Regions from separate parts of the Nothobranchius furzeri genome. Here region 2 is linked to region 1. The links are chromatin contacts, called in public Micro-C maps. All regions are on one chromosome and are shown on one strand. The core of a region is the stretch at or near the end of the contact, and the rest is flanking DNA. Distances in the headings are between cores, read along the strand shown. Region 1 overlaps LOC107381036 (vang-like protein 1). Region 2 holds the start of LOC107381036 (vang-like protein 1).

What was found. A called contact is a pair of places that touch in the nucleus more often than the background predicts.
Region 2: a contact with region 1 is called in a Micro-C map of tail fin, with 20 times the contacts expected there. The contact joins the promoter of LOC107381036 here to the enhancer-like site in region 1. A contact is called at or near these places in 2 of 2 Hi-C or Micro-C datasets (skeletal muscle and tail fin).

Annotation. Positions count from the first base shown.
Region 1 is chr14:55,587,359-55,591,621 of NfurGRZ-RIMD1, reverse strand. LOC107381036 (vang-like protein 1) reads left to right here. Exons shown (of 10, transcript XM_070544198.1): 10 at 1-1,956. Among protein-coding and RNA genes, the nearest start is that of LOC139062703, 12 kb to the left of the region's middle. Within about 2 kb of position 1,596, at least 1 of the 3 cell types and tissues checked has an H3K27ac peak or open chromatin away from gene starts, as enhancers often do. A contact at or near this core is called in tail fin, where this site is marked.
Region 2 is chr14:55,681,327-55,685,855 of NfurGRZ-RIMD1, reverse strand. LOC107381036 (vang-like protein 1) reads left to right here and starts at 2,254. Exons shown (of 10, transcript XM_070544198.1): 1 at 2,254-2,594.

The DNA of each region.
Region 1 (4,263 bases), core at 347-2,846:
TCCAATCTGGTCCGGGAACACCTTGGGGTCCTGCCGGAGGAGCTGGTGGAGGTGGCCGGGGAGAGGACGGTCTGGTGCTCCCTAGTTGGGATGCTGCCCCCGCGACCCGGACCCGGTTAAGCGGAGGAAAACGACGACAAGCTTAAATTTGGTCAAAGTGGCCTTAAAAAAGGTCTTAAATAGTCATAAATTTGGCTCCCTTAAACCTGCAGATACCCTGACCATTAGAGACACGGGTTAACAGCAAAAACTGCAGCTCTGACCACACTTTGGGACTGATCCAATTACATAAGGGGTTCTGTTCAGATGTGAAGATCTTCAAAAACAAACAAAAAAAGTTCAGTTCGCTTTAAAAAAAAGTGTTTTTTTGCTCACCGCACCATGGTTAGAGAAAATCTAGAAGATTTTTTTGTGTCAAAACCATTAAATGTGTTGTTTTACCTGCAATGTTACAGCAGTAAAACAAAACTGTGCAAGAATAATGATTACTCAAACTGTCGTGTTTTTCTTTTAGACGCCAAATTTGCGTTTAAATTTAAAACTCGCACGAAAAGTCCTAAAAAAATTAGTAGAAAGCCGTAAAAATGTTAAATCCTCACCATCACTCAAAGTCTTGTTTTTTCAGCTCAGGAGACTGGAGCTGTTTTAGTAAAGCAGCAACACGTGTTTGTCTTGGCTCTGTTCAGACTAGCCGTTAGCTCATCACTCCTGCATGTCAAAAGGTAATTTCTCCAAGCTGAGGTTCTTCGAGAAGTTTTCTCCAACAGGATATGATCAGTTATACTTTATACACAGAAACGGGCTTCAGAATGGTGCAGAAAGTTTCTTAAGGTTCAGCTCAGCAGGAGAGGCTGAGCTCCTCCTGCTGAGGCTCGTGGCGTTACCACGGCAACCAGGAGGGCTAGCATTAGCCACCAACATGAGATGCTTTGAGTTGTTTGGGTGCATTTTTCTTCTCCAGGTGCCATAAAAGCAAAAACATCCCAGCTGTAGTTGAGGAGCACGGGATAAAACTGATACGGACACGTGCCCAAAGACATTTTGCCCCCTTTTTTTCACCTCTGCAGTTTAGTAATCCTCTCAGGGCTTTTGTGTCTGCTTCCGCGTCACCTGGAATAATACTAAAAAAACTACTGATTCACCAGATTTAGACACGCTGGGCCTCTGAGGTGTCTGCGTATAAAGCTAACGTCCATTCATACACCTTACCTCGTAGCCTCTGGGGGTGCTCCACATCCAAATTCTGCCTATGAAGGAAAAGATCTGGAGGCATACAGGGAGAAAAAGGGGAAATGTGGGATGAAAATGAGCATTATTGTGAATGAAGAGTGTAATGTCACATGATGTCGTCTCTCAGGGCTCACTGTTGCCACCATTCTTTATCATGATCAACAATTAGAGCTGCAGCAAGGTGGAACCTCCCTCCCAACTGGACTATCTGGTTTTCCTCACTTCACCTCCTTGGCTCGGAGACCATTCCTGCTTCGTTTGCATGATTTATTACATACATTTTTAAATAAAAATAAGCTAAATGACCCCATCAGCTCCATGGTGCCTGCTCTGGTAACTCACTTTTAAAAAATAAAAAAAATCTTTTGTCAGGTCATGGATCACAAAGTTAATTGTCCTCTGCTGCCCTCTGGTGGGTAAACATGTAACTGTCAGGTTATTTAATTTTTAAATGGTTTCTTTCTAAAAGAAAAATCAAAGATGAATTTAAAGAACATGTCGCTCAAATTTCAAAGACTTGTGCTTGATTTGGTTTTTCTACAAGCCCGATATGACTGTGCCTCCTGGTCGATTTGACATTTTTTTCTTACTCTGTATTTATGGAAACAAACACTGTTGCTGGGTTACAGGCCTCTGTCGCAGCTCGGAGTCTGGTGGGTGGATTTGTGATGAGGATGGATTGATTTTTGTAAGAAAAAATAAAAACTTTTTAGAAAGTTTGTAAAACTTTTGCATTAGTATCATTTAAGGTCATTTTTACCTCATCACCAAATGAATATTAAAGTAAAGAGGAAAATGCAGTTTTTGAGTCAATGTTTTATTAAAGAGCAAGTCACCCTCAAATCAACTAAACTAAATGAGTGTATAATTTATCTGTAGACACGTTCAGTCAATAACTCGGCACTTTAGTGCATCTTAGTTAAAATTTAAATAATCTGCCTAAAACTCAGCGATGCACCGTTGTCAGGCAAAAACTCAGCACTGCATTTGAATTTAAATCTGCCATCGCTATTGGCTAAGAGGTACACTATGATGTTCGATGGTACATTATGATGTCACAATGTTGTGAGTGTGTGTATTTGTTAGTGGCCCCGCCCTCTTGGTCTGCTAGGCAACAGCATTTGTTGCATTTTTCAAACAGGAAGTGGGAATTGAGTAAGAATCTGGCAGGGGGTGACTTGCTCTTTAAGATAAACATTCTATCCAGACCTGTGAAATAGCTTGTATTTGTATAGTGCCTTCTTAGAGTTGTACAACCCCCCAAGGTGCTTCACAACAGTCATTCACCCATTCACACACACTTTCACATGCTGGTGATGATGAGCTACAATCAGATTCAGATTTCAGATTTATTGGCCAAGTAAAAATTACATTTACAAGGAATTTGTCTTCGGTAGATGTTCGCTCTCTAAAACATACAACAACCATAATAAATGAGAATAAAAATACCTAAAAACACATAAGAACATGTATACCCACACACATGTTCATTTACGCACACACCTATATACATATATACATACCCACACACACACGCACGCACGCACACACACACACACATATCCATAAGCATACTGATTAAGTATTAAAAACTATAGTAAAAGGATGGTAAAATAATCTACAGATTCAGGAGAGAAATAGCTGAAGGAAAGAAACTGTTCTTGTGTCTGGTGGTTTTTGTGTACAGTGATCTATAGCGTCTGCCAGATGGGAGGAGATGGAAGAGAGTAGATGCAGGATGTGTGGCATCTTGGACAATATTCACTGCCTTTTTCCTGGTCCTGCTGATGTACAGTTCCTGGACAGAGGGCAGTTGGGCACCAATGATTTTTCCTGCTGTTTTAATTGTGAATGTAGCCACTGCTGCCCTAGGGCTCACTGACAGAGGCGAGGCTTGCCGTACGCTGGCACCACCAGTCCCTCCAACCACCACCAGGAGGCAAGGCGGGTTGCCCATGGACTCAGCAGCATCCAACAACCCGCTCTATCACCTGAGCCACTGCGGTCTCTTAACTGTGGTGAACTGCGTTATTTACACCATGAACACACGTAGCTGTGTTTTGTAAAACAATATCCTCTCTCGCCCAGCTAGGAAAAAACCCTGGGTACACACCATCTCGTTTTCAGTGAAATAATCAGGGCATTGTGAAGTACATTCGCAATGCCCTGCCGAGCCTGTAGGTGGCAGCACTTCCCAAAATAGTTTGCTCTTTGACAGAAAACATTATTTGGGTGTAAAATAAGGCCCAATCCCAATACTGCATGCCAGTTGTTTGTCCTACTTTTTTTAAACCTTTATTAACAACTTTCAAACAAACAAGCACTTGGCAAAATGTGGATCAAGGGTGCAAAAGGGTCGTGGTCAGCTTCCGCACTTGAGGACCGAGACACCTACGCACTCACACCCCTGGCCAGGAACACGCAATTGAAGGATGCAAAGGTGGAAGTGCGAGTATTGGGGCTGGGCCTTACTAGTTGGTGGGTATTAACCGTTCTTAATGTTGTCCTTCGCCTGTGGTCTTCTACATAGAGCAGTAACTGAGCTTGTAAAACAGGCAAGTCCAAACACACGTCACACATGTAAGGTGGGAGCACCAGTCGTCAAAGAGCGCATCTGCCACTACCACCCACCCACCCCCTTGGTCCGACAACAGCTGTCACACAGCGAATCGTGGATCTGCCAATGCCGAGTTTTCTAGGTTGAAAGATGACCAAATCATGGTAGAAGGACTTCCCTTTTCACCCAACAAGAAGCATCATTGTTGCTCTCCAACTCTGTGAAATCCAGCAAAGACTGATTGAAGACAGTGTCTCTTTTAAGTATTGACCTTGTCCTCCAACACAGTTACCCAGACACAAGTGTTCAGAGAATCAGCGTGTTTTTCCCACGATGTTTGGCAAGGCTTGGGTGCTTTCATTTGTTCTGTCCACACAAAATTGACCCTTTAAAGACTTTTCTAAGATATCATGTCAGTGGCATTACTGATCAACTCCAAAAGGTGCCCACAGTAACAGAGATGTAAAAAGATGGGA
Region 2 (4,529 bases), core at 1,005-3,504, 94 kb before region 1:
TAAAAGATTAATTGCCTTATTACATTTATATTGCACACAGTGAGTGTTCGGTTGTCTTTCACAATTAATGTGCTGCTAAAACGTATATATATCGGTATTCGGCAACACAATTCTTTAAAAATTGGTATCTGCATCAGCCTTAAAAAATACCCATATCGGCCGGCCTCTAATTTCATTTACCTCATTGGATCTCATCTCAAAAACTTACAGAGAACCCTTATTAATACATTTCCACGTGTAATTTGGTCATTTTTCAGAACAATCCGAGCTGAATTCAAATCCTAATAATCAACGCTGGAGCAGCTATTTGTTAACATTCTCTTTTTAAGAGGCTGCCTCAAGGGCTCTAGACTGCATTGTGTTTCCTTCACTGACTGTGTCCAAGCTAGATCGCTATCGCTCTGCTCTTTGTTTAGCTGCTTTTGGAGAGCGTGTCGTTTGTTTACCTCATTCAGCTTCACTGACCATGACCAAGACTGATAGAGAGAAAAAAGGAGACAGATTGGTTTTCTGTAGTCAAAAATATATAAACCCTTTGTTAACTTGTAATCCCTTCTCAGCACACAATTGCACAGAGCTAGGACCAATCAGAGTAATGAACAACGTAGGGATGGGTACCTTTGACATTTGAATCAATTCGGTACTAATTCCCGGTACCTAGGAATTGATACCGGTACTTAACGGTACCAATTTTAGATACTTTTGAGTGTTTAATATTTTTATTCTCTTTTATAATTAAATATATATTTTTCTCAATATATAACCATATTTGATAAATATCACGATAAATAACATACAACTGTTTGTATTTTAACATCGTCCTTGTAGTTTTATAAGCTGATAATCAAACTGAAGCAAACATCTCTACTGTGAACTAAATTTACTGTGTATCTTCATTCCTTTTGCCGTCCTTTTTCTTTTGATTTCTCCAACTGGGAAGTTAGAATTTCCGAGGAGAAAGCGAACGCACCATTAGCTGATAACAATGGTGGCAATGGAAGCTAACATATCAAGCTAACGTTATCTTAAACAGTTTATTTAGCTGCTGGAGCAGATTAAAACGACGATGCCTGACACTTAGATCATTGTCGCTGGTTTCATCTTCACCCAATCAGCCGTCGCATTTAGTAAAGCGAAGCCAAACTTTAGAGCGCGTTCATGTTCTCCCAGTCGGAAATTCGGAGTTCCTAAGAGAAAGCGAATGCACCATTAGCGAAACGGAAGCTAATATACCAAGCTAACATTATCTTAAACATTTTATTTACCTACCGGAGCAGATTAAGATGAGGATGTCTCACTTAGATCGTTGTTGCTGGTTTCATCATCACCCAGTTACCCATCACATTTAGTGAAGTGGACCCAAGCATTAGCGTGCGTTCTTTCTACCATGCTGCTCTGTTTACAACTGGCTCACAGGGACCGATGACATAACGCTCTTGTGCATGCGCAGCTGTCTAGGCTAGTTCTTGTTATGGACGGGTACCGAAACGAGGCACCGTTTCAAATGACGTGAATCGGTGCTCAGTCGGTACTGTGGAATTTGGTCGGTACCTTAAAAAGTACCGAATTCGGTACCCATCGCTAGAACAACGTGACACATTCATTGCTACGAAAATCAGCCAATCAAGGGAGTCAACCATCCTCTCTTGAAGAAGAAGCAAACGCATCCATTTTCAAAACAAAAGGCTTAAGTACCACAAAGAAAAGCTCTAGTCTAAATTGTCAAAGCTGATGCTAAAGCTGTTTCAAACCACTGTTCCTGGGCCGGCGCCATCTTTGTAGTTTTTCTCTTTCGCAGGTCTTGTGCTAAGCCTGGCCATTTCTCTACAAACATAAAGTGCAGTGATTAACCAAGATACGAAACTGTACAGAAAATCTTAATTTAACAACAAAAAAATATAAAGAACACTGGGAACTATTTCCTCCACAGAGACATGAGATTTATTATCAGTTAGTTAGAATACCAATTATTTGGTTGAGGGTCAGTTATTTGTTTGGCTAGCTTTGTTCCCCTTTATAAATGAAACCCTAGTTTAAAGCGTGACTTTTGTATTTAGCCCTGTTGTTTCTGATTCTAAGGTTTATTAATTATAGTCTGAAGAAACAAAGCAACTACTCAGCATATCTGATTTCTTGAAAAAAGTCAGCATTGGTATTGGCCATTGTCCAGTCCATATCAGTCTACACTGTTTTACTTCAAAAATCACTTAAAATAAATGCAGTAATTACAGGAAGTGTGGATTAGAACCTTTAAATGATTTTTTTATGATGTAATACTTTAAGTGGCTGTCTAAATTTAGTGTTTGACTAGAGAAACTCAGTCCCACTGCTGGTGCTGGCCAAATTCCTGTGATGATCACGCATCATTAATCTTCATTGTTCTTCTGGTGTTTGGAGAGGTTGTCTCGTGGTGTGGACGTCGCCCCCTGGCGCCTCGCCTCGGTACTGCACACAGAGAGGCTCTGCCCTCTGAGATTCCTGACACTGCCAGGGTGATTCCTCCGGTTACGGGCTACTTCCCACTGTACCCTGTCCCACTTTACAACCTCTGGCTAAATTATCAACCACAGGAATGATATCGCCACCGACAAAGGGTGAGTTATGCTTTATTATCGCCTGAGAGACTGTCATAGGGCAGATGCTGGTGGTGCCGACTCACTTGTGTGACGCTCACCCTCTTGGAGGTTAAACTGCTTTAATTTCTGAAGCTTAAACATGTAGGTTAGCATCTAGAGCAACACCAACATCACTTGCTGTTACTGTGTATTTCGTTTAGTGTGTGTTATTTTTAGGAAACACTTGGGAAAACGCCCTTTGCTGCCTACCTGTTTGAAACGAAATGCTTCCAACTTCATTTGGATGCCTTCAAACTGCGGACGGGACCGTAAAACCCGTTTAAACATATCAATGCCCTGCTGGGTCTGGTGTCCTTCCGTCCCAGTGAGGACGCATAATCTGTTTTTAAGGCTTCGCAGTCACACCGAAAGTCCAAACAGACAGCGAGACAAGAAGAAAAGTCAACTGTGCTCCTTCACGGTTGACCGGATCCGCGTGAACCCGGCTGGTGCTCCGCGGCTCAGCTGTTCACTGGAACCTGCGACAGGACCGACTCAACGCGGACCTGTGCGGCGAAAAATAACACAATTCATTTAACGGTCCCAGAAACGCGCAATTATCTAACAGTTATGTGCGTTTTGTGTCGTTACCAAGTCATTTGGATAAGCTACGAGGCGAGGGAACCGAGCGGGTGGAGGAGGAGGAGGAGGGGGCTCCAGAGGCCACGGTGAAACCAGGGAGTTTCCTGCTCGCGTGTGCGGGTCACAGGTAGGGCATAAGCGGCGAAACCTCCTCCTGTGCTCCGCTGGTCAACAAACTGACTCTGCCTGAAGTTTGAATCATCCCGGAGCCAAAAAGCCCCATGGGAAAAATAGGGTTTTGTGTTTTTTGTTGACTTTGTGGGTTGTGGTTCAAGGAAAGGCTGCTTTTCAGGGTTATTTATTAACAGGAGGTTGGTGCTGCCACAAAAGCGGTGAAGAGTTAGCTAACAGGTGCTTCTGGAGCAAATAAATAAATAAATAAAAAGACTTTCACCCTCACTAAACGGTTTACTTTTTAGAGCGGTGGTGGCAGTGCCATTATATGGGGAGGATTTTTATTAGCAAGTTTTTGACAACTGACAACTTGATTCATACAACGTGAAAATAAACTGATATTCAACTAAAACAACGATTTATTGGTTTAAATAGAATATTTTTTAATGTTTGACAATTTTTTAGAACACCAATTATAAATTTGCTGAGATTTTAGCACACTAAAATATTTTATCTAATGATGAATATAGTTTGTCAATGATAGTAATTAGGTTTTCCAAAATATGTGGAAGACGGAAAAAAAGTAAAATAAGTACTTTTTTTTTAAGATGTGATTACTGAAAGAAAATGTTCCCCTGCAGTGTTACACCTAGCCAAGTGTGTGGCACGGCGGTGGTAGTGGAATGGGTTGGGAGGGTTTTATGCCTTTAAGACAGCACCAGTTGTTTGGGGTTTTTGAGTGTTCCTGATAGAGTGTTTTAACCATTTTAACCTCATGAACCCTAGGCCTTTTTATGAGAAATCTGCTTGAAAATGGCATGCCCACATTTACTCTTATTGATGACTAAAGTCGTCATTTTAAACCCAATTGCTTGCTGTCACAATTGCATTTTTTTACTGGGTGGGCGTCGGAACGAGTCTCCTCACCGTAAAGCTCTAAAGTTGATCTTCATCTGATTATGTCACGTCACGTGATCAGGAAGCAGAAAATCCACGTATTAGCAGATCGTTTTGGGCCGCTGCTGTAAAATAAGCGAGGTGCGAACTGGAAAAGCTTCCCCTGCTCACATTGCGACAACGAATTATGAAAGAACGGATAACGCTAGAAACAAGCAAATTCTTCCTGATGTAAGAAGCGAGTCTACGCTTTGTTTTGGTAGTTTTGGTGTTGACATCATAGTAAAAACGCTGGCAGCCAGGGGAAACGGCTGGCAGATA